Linked DNA regions of Sus scrofa: region 1 is linked to region 2. A link is a contact called in public HiChIP or PLAC-seq data. All regions are on one chromosome and are shown on one strand. Each heading gives the region's core, a stretch centred on a gene start, on an enhancer-like site or on the middle of the called end of the contact. The rest is flanking DNA. Distances are from core to core; before and after follow the strand shown.

Evidence for each region. HiChIP or PLAC-seq counts read pairs in DNA pulled down with a chosen protein or histone mark.
Region 1: a contact with region 2 is called in an H3K27ac HiChIP or PLAC-seq map of alveolar macrophages. The contact joins two enhancer-like sites. A contact is called at or near these places in 1 of 47 Hi-C or Micro-C datasets (retroperitoneal adipose tissue) and 1 of 2 datasets of contacts at active chromatin or transcription factors (alveolar macrophages).

The regions. Positions count from the first base shown.
Region 1 is chr13:18,360,060-18,363,793 of Sscrofa11.1, forward strand. No RefSeq gene overlaps it. Among named protein-coding and RNA genes, the nearest start is that of CMTM7, 10 kb to the right of the region's middle. Within about 2 kb of position 1,357, at least 1 of the 83 cell types and tissues checked has an H3K27ac peak or open chromatin away from gene starts, as enhancers often do. A contact at or near this core is called in alveolar macrophages, where this site is marked.
Region 2 is chr13:18,107,309-18,111,161 of Sscrofa11.1, forward strand. No RefSeq gene overlaps it. Among named protein-coding and RNA genes, the nearest start is that of GPD1L, 17 kb to the right of the region's middle. Within about 2 kb of position 1,288, at least 7 of the 83 cell types and tissues checked have an H3K27ac peak or open chromatin away from gene starts, as enhancers often do. A contact at or near this core is called in alveolar macrophages, where this site is marked.

The sequences.
Region 1 (3,734 bases), core at 107-2,606, 250 kb after region 2:
CCCTGATCAGTTAGCAGCCATCACCATCAAGGCAAGACACTCCACTGGCAAAAAGATTGTGCCTTGCTGAAGGCTCAGATGATGGTTACCATTGATTAGCGAGAAAGTGTTTGGTTTTTTTGTTTTACGGCCAAATCTGCTGCATATGGAAGTTCCTGGGCCAGGGGTTGAATTGGAGCTGCAGCTGTGGCCTATGGCACAGCCACAGCAACACCAGATCTGAGCCATATCTGTGACCTATGCCACAGTTTGTGGCAATGTCAGATCCCACTGAGTGAGGCCAGGGATTGAACATAAATCCACCCAGAGACAGTGTTGGGTCCTTAACCACGATGGGAACTCCAGCAATAAAGTATTTTTAAGTGAGGTACATTGTTTTTTAGACATAATGCTACTGCACACTTAACAGACTATTGTGAAACAGAACTTTTCTATGCTCTGGAAAACAAAAAAATTCATATGACTGGCATTATTGTGGTGGTCTGGGACCACACTTGCCATATCTCCAAGAAATGCCTGTAATAAGCTAGAGGCGCACATGTGCATGCCTACACTCGAAAATGTCAACCAGAGAAATATTTGCTAAGTTGGCCTCACATAAATGTTCTCCTGGCTACGTTCTGCTGCCAAAGTGAATTATAAACAGACAGCTGTAAAGGTAGGTGAGATAATTGTTGGTGTTGATGACTTGGGATAATGGGGAAGGTGAGACTATCTGTGGTTGTAAGTTAACTTAGTAAACTTAGGTGTTTGGTGTATATAAAAGGATCAGGTTTGGGGGAAAGTCCTTGGCAACATAGAGGTGATGATTTTTCAGAAATTTAGGAAGCTGAGTGGCTAAAGTTGTTGGTTAAGGAGACATTCAATTTGAAAAGTACATTTTGAGAAAACTTTCATGTCAATGGCAGATTTTTTTTTTTTTCCTAGAATATTCAGAAGAACAGTTAATCCAGGGCATAACAGACCTGGTTGCTACCTTGCCACCACCCCTTCTCCCTCCTCCTGTTATCAAACTACCCTACTTGGTTTGGTTTGATTTGGTTTGGGTTTTTTTGCCACACCCTCGGTATGTGGACGTTCCCAGGCCAGGAATTGAACCCATGTCACAACAGTGACAACACTGAATCCTTAATATGCTTAGCCACCAGGGAACTCCTACATACCCTAGTTTTTATTCCATATCCACTCCACTCACTGATGTCCCAGCGACTTCTGGAAAAGCCAGCTCCACCGTAACTCTAGGAATGGAGCACACAGCTCTGCCTAAGCTGATTCCACCCCCGGCCACAGCGACTGGTTCAGGCATGGGGACGTGACTCAGGCTTGCTGGAGAGTTTTGGGAAAGAAGGTTTGAGGAAATGTGCAGATAGGAAGTTGTAGGCCAGTAATTTTTTGTTCTGTTTTTATAGCACTGAACCCGCAGCATATGGAAGTTCCCAGGGTAGGGCTTAAATAAGAGCTGCAGCCACCAGTGTACACCACAGCCACATCAGTGTGGGATCCGAGCCCATGCCGCAGCTCATGGCAATACCAGAAACGTAACCCACTGAGGGAGGCCAGGGATAGAACCTGTGTCCTAATGGATACTAGTCAGGTTTGTTACTGTTAAACCATGACAGGAACTCCCAGCAGGCCAATAATATTGTGATCACAAAAGGAAGCCAGTTGTGGGATGAAGGTGACTGGAAGAAACAGCCAAGGGAAGGAAAGAAACTTCTTCATGATTATGTCATCAAGCCACTGCATCAGTGCAGCCCTGAACGCTGTCAGACTCTAGTTTTTGCAATTACACAAGGAATTATTCCGACTTTGCTTAACCTATTTTCTGTTACATGCAGCAGTGTGCTTCGTTACCGATGATGCATCCTGGCTAATGGCTTTCAAGCAAAGGCGTCAGAGCTTTGTTCTGGTTTGCTTTCTAATAACAAGTCACCATAGGCCTTAGGTAGATGGCAGTAATGATGGGATAAGTCTGCTTCAGCTCCAGTGCTCTTTAGCAGTTGAAGGGTAGAAAAAGGAAAACGGGAGATTCCACTTGAGAGAGTGATTCAAACTTTCCCAAGGATGCTGATTGCAAAGGAAAATTCTCAAAAGAGAAACTGCAGGGAGGAAGGTGTCCATCAAAGTTTTCATGACCTGACTTTGGTCATTGCAATAGGAAAGCTGAGCGTAAAGAAGGAAACATGAACAGTCTGGCCACCAGCTGTTCTAACCTATAATGAGAACTTCACCTTGTTGTCACTCTTGAGAACGGGCTTCCCTCTCAGTAAGGAAGTTGGCCAATAAGTGCCAAAGAACATCGACCTTGTAAGGAGTGAGGATGTGTAGAGATCAATGGAGGTACTCCCCCCCCCCAAATTAGCACCACAATAAGGTGCTACATCACATCCTCTAGAATGGCTGAAATTAAAAAGACTGCCAATACCAAGTGTTGACGAGGATGTGCAACATCTAGAATTCTCATCCACTACCAGTGGGACTATAAAATAGTACAATTATCTGTTAGGTTAAACATCATTTGACCCAGCAATTCCATTCCTACATATTTACCCAAGAGAAATATGTCTACAAAAATACTTATGCAAGAATATGCATAGAAGCTGTATTTATAATTGGCACAAATTGGAAACAACCAAATGATTACCAAAACAGTGCAAATTTTGTATTTAAACAGTGGAATATTACTCAGCAATAAAGAGGAGCAAACCCCAGACAGATACATGCAACAGTATGGACAAATCACCAAAATAATATGTTGAATGAAAGAAGCCAGGTAAAAATATTAAATATATTTATATTATACGTATATATGTAATGTTTGATTCTACTTACATATAATTCAAGAAGGTAAAACAGATGTATAGATCTAGAGAGAGGAAGCTGGTCAGTAGTTTTCTGGGGCTCAAGGTGGAAGGATAGGCTAGAAAGGGGCATCGGGAAATGTTCTGAGGTGATAGAAATACTCTATATCTTGATTGTGGGAGTTGCATGTGCATATACATTTGTCAAAATTCACAAACTTAAGATAGGTGCACTTTATTTTTTGTAAAGCTCAGTAAAGCTGATTTTAGGAGCTCCCTGGTGTCCTAGCAAGTTAAGGCCATTGCTGTGACACAGATTCAGTCCCTGACCCAGGAAACTTTTGCATGCTGTGGGTGTGGCCAAAAACCTGATTTTTTAAAGAAAAGAAGTGGAGTACTTTTTAAGATCTATTATAGCCCTAATTCCATCTGCCTTGCTGTTTCTCACCATTTGTCTCCCATCTGGTTGATGACCTCTTGGAGAGCTGAGATGGTGGGCTTTCATCTCTGTCTTCCTTCTGGGGCCCAGCAAAGTACACAGAACATAGTATGTATTAATAAACATCTGCCCCAGTGAAGACACTGGGAAGTTAATGAAAGGTCACAGAAGGATTGAAGGATTAGCAAGTTAGAAGACAAGATGAGGTGAAGCAAGAGAGGACAAGGCTGAGTATGGCTGTGAAACCATTGCTGTGGGGACACGAGATCCCAAGGGGAGGCAGGCAGGCGGTATTGGGACCTAGCACTGAGCATCCGGGAGGAACCTGCAGATCTGTGACCCGCTTGTGGTGCTCAGAAATAATATTGTCAGAAACGTGCTTATTAAGTGAGACCTCCCAGGTAGTTGATGAACTAGGTACCTGGGAAATCATACAACCAGCTGATTGATTTCTGGAGCATATAAAAAACTAATTGCCTAAAAACTTCCAACCA
Region 2 (3,853 bases), core at 38-2,537:
TGTTGGCCTGTAATTTTCTTTTTTTGTGGTATCTTTGTCTGGTTTTAGTATCAGGGTGACGGTGCCTCATAGAATGAGTTTAAGAATCTTACAGAATTTTAATCGTATTTTTATTCACAATTGCTGATGTCTGTATGAAGTACATTATCTTCAGGATTTAGAAAGTTCTTTCAGGAATTCTTATCATGGCGCAGTGGTTAATGAACCGGACTAACATTCATGAGGGCGTGGGTTCTATCCCTGGCCTTGCTCAGTGGGTTAGGGATCCAGCGTTGCCATGGGCTGTGGTGTAGGTCACAGATGCAGCTCGGATCTTGAGTTGCTGTGGCTGTGTTGTAGGCCGGCAGCTGTAGCTCTGATTAGACTCCTAGCCTGGGAACCTCCATATGTGGTGGGTGCAGCCCTAAAAAGCAAAATAAATTTAAAAAAAATGTTTCACTAGATTTCCCTTGTGGCTCAGCAGGTTAATGATGCTGCATGGTCACTGTAGTGGCTCAGGTCACTGCTGAGGTGCGGGTTCAATTCCTGGCCCAGCAACTTCCACATGCTAAGGGTGTGACCAATAAATAAATAAGTAACTAGGAGTTCCCATTGTGGTGCAGCGGAAACAAATCCGACTAGGAAACATGAGGTTGCAGGTTTGATCCCTGCTCTCACTCAGTGGGTTAAGGATCCGGATCGCCATAGGCTGTGGTGTAGGTTGCAGATGCGGCTCAGATCTGATGTTTCTGTGGCTGTGGCATAGGCTGGTAGCTGTATCTCCCATTTGACCCCTGGCCTGGGAACCTCCATATGCCACAAATGCGGCCTTAAAAAGCAAAATAAATAAATAAATAAATATGTAAATATGTAAATAAAAATGCTTTGAGGAGTTCCCATTGTGGCTCAGTGGGTTAAGAACCCGACTAGTATCCATGAGGATGAGTACTTGATCCCTGGCCTCACTCAGTGGGTCAAGAAACAAGCTGTGGCATAGGTTGCAGATGTGGCTCCTATTCAGCCTCTAGCCTGGGAAGTTCCATGTGCCGCAGGTGTGGCCTTAAAAAAGAAAAAAATAAATAAAATTTAAAAACAACAAATGAAGTCCATCCATTCTATTTTTATCAGCTGTTTCGGAAGTACGGAAGATAATCAATCTTTTCAAATGAAGTTTGCCTTTTTCCAGTGTTTTTTACTGTGAATATACTACCAGAGCACAGATCCTGAAATTAGTCATGTATCTTGGATAATCTCAATTAGCAGAAGCTTATGTACTACGAATATTTTGGCCACACCCCCTGCATGCAGAAGTTCCACAGCGAGGGGTTGAACACGTGCCATAGCAGCAACCCAAGCCACAGCAGTGAAAATGCCAGATCCTTAACTCATTGAGTCACCAGGGAACTCCTGTATTCCCTGGTCTTGATAAGCACAATAGTGATCTTTCAAAAACTATGCAGTGGGAGGTAATAAAATTGTAGCCCTGAATCATTTCTAGTTTCAATTCCATCTTTTGGTTGATGAGTCAACTTGGGTATGTTTCAAGAATAGAATAGCAAAAAAAAAAAAAAAAAAAGAATTAAAATAGCAGAGCATTGTATTCCCTCTGGTGGAAGTTGGGAATGATATTAATCTCAAGTATCTCAAGGGAAGAAGTGGTTGCTGACTATTTTTAGCACTGAGTGACCAGGCAGTTCCCCATTTTCATCCTGCCTCGGGCTGGAGGCTGCAGAGGGAGTCAGGGGTTAGAGCCACGTGTTGAAGAGCAGGAAGGCGGCCAAGGAGAATTGCAGGGTCTCAGCTCCACAGCTCAGGAACATCACAGAGTGACCAGACCCAGTGTAAACAGACCAATAGCAGAGGTTAACAGCGGAATCTTTGGAGTCAGATGAATTCGGGTTCCTGCAAACTTATTATATACAACCAGGAAGACACAAACAAGTCACCTGAGCACTCTGCACCCCATCCCCTCCTCCATAAAGAACATTAACATAAGGTAGCTCTTGGGACTGCTTTGACGATGACATTCCCAGAGGACAAACCACCTGAAGACAGGAGCTCTGTCTTTTTCAGAGTTGTGTACTTAGCACCTGGCACTCTGCTTGAGACAAAATAAGGTGCTCATCGAAAAATTGTTGAATGAATAAAGAAATGAACAGTGAATGTGAAATGCTTAAAACAGAGCCTGCCTCGAGGTAAATACTAAAAGAGAATGTGTTGGCTGAATGTTTTCCATAAGGAGCTTTGGACTGGCTGGACATGGAACAACACAGGACTGACTTGTACAAGGACTCACCTGGGAAAAGAAATCTCAATGGCAGATGAATGGATTGGCAGTCAATGTGTCTTCTTCCTAGTAAAAAAGCCAACCTGGGGAAGCAAAATGAGTAAAAATGTACAAAAGCGAGCAACATGGAGTTCCTGTTATGGCTCAGCAGTAATGAACCCAACTAGTATCCATGAAGATGTGGGTTCAATCCCTGGCCTCGATCAGTGGGTTAAGGATCTGGCATTGCCGTGAGCTGTGGAGTAGGTCACAGACACGGGTCGGATCTCACATGGCTGTGGCTGTGGCTCTGGCGTAGGCCTGCAACTGCAGCTCTGATTCAACCCCTAGCCTGGGAACTTCCATATGCCAAAGGGGCGGCACTAAAAAATGAGTGCCATTCTTAGATTCAACATCAAATATGAAAACAAGGAGTTCCCATCGTGGCTCAGTGGTAACAAACCCAACTAGAATTCATGAGGTTGTGGGTTCGACCCCTGGCCTCTCTCAGTAGGTTAAGAATCTGGCATTGCAGTGAGCGGTGGTGTAGGTTGCAGATGAGGCTCAGATATGGCATTGCTGTGGCATGGGCCGACAGCTGTAGCTCCAATTAGTAGCCTGGGAAGCTCCATATGCCTGGGGCATGGTCCTAAAAATAAATAAAAAAATAAATGAATAAGTATGAAAAGAAAACGCAAAATGCAGTTCTCTCTCTTTTTTTTTTTTTTTTTGGCAGGGGCACACCTGAGGCATATGGAAGTTCCTGGGCTAGAGGTAGAATTGGAGCTGCGGTGCTTGCCAACACCACAGCCACAGGAATGCCAGATCTGAGCTACATCTGTGTCTAGCAACGTTGGATCTGTAACCCAGGGGTTGAACTCATGGCCTCATGGATACTAGTCCAGTTCTTAACCTACTGAGCCACAATGGGAACTCCAGATTGGGGTTCTCTTTTAGCGTAGAGGGTTAAATATCAGCCGATGTCACTACAGCAGCTCAGGTTGCTGCTGTGGCATGAGTTCAAACCTCGGCCCAGGAACTTCTATATGCCAAGGGCTTGGCCAAAAATAAAAAAAAGGAAAGAGGAAAAGCCAAACTATCTTCCTTCAGGCATAGCTTGGGTCCTGAGGACTGAAACCACCTGCCTCCCACATCCTTTAGAATCTGTGTTGATGTAAGTTAAGTATTTCGTTGTCCTTGTTAGCATGATTTACTATTTCAGAAGATAATGCCCAGACAAAAGGCTGGACTGTTCAGACAGGAACTTCCTGAAAGACTCAAGACTCTTCAGTGGAAACCATCAACAGAAACTTGGCACCCTAAGATTCACTGAATCCCTCACCTCAAATTCTTCACCAATCCGGGGTAGTTGCATCAGGATCCTTATCCAGTCCTAACCAAGGTCACAAACCCATCTCATTCTAAATCCCTTTCCACTTTGCCTTCCTCTTGGAGCCACTGCCAAAGCAATAAACTTTGTCCTTTCAGTTCGTCCTACTGGTGCTATTAGGGGCAGTTGCATTGACAGACAGAGTCATAGAATGTAAACTGTACAAAAGCAGTCTTTTTTTTTTTTTTTTTTTTTTTCTTTCTTTTTTTCTTTTCAGG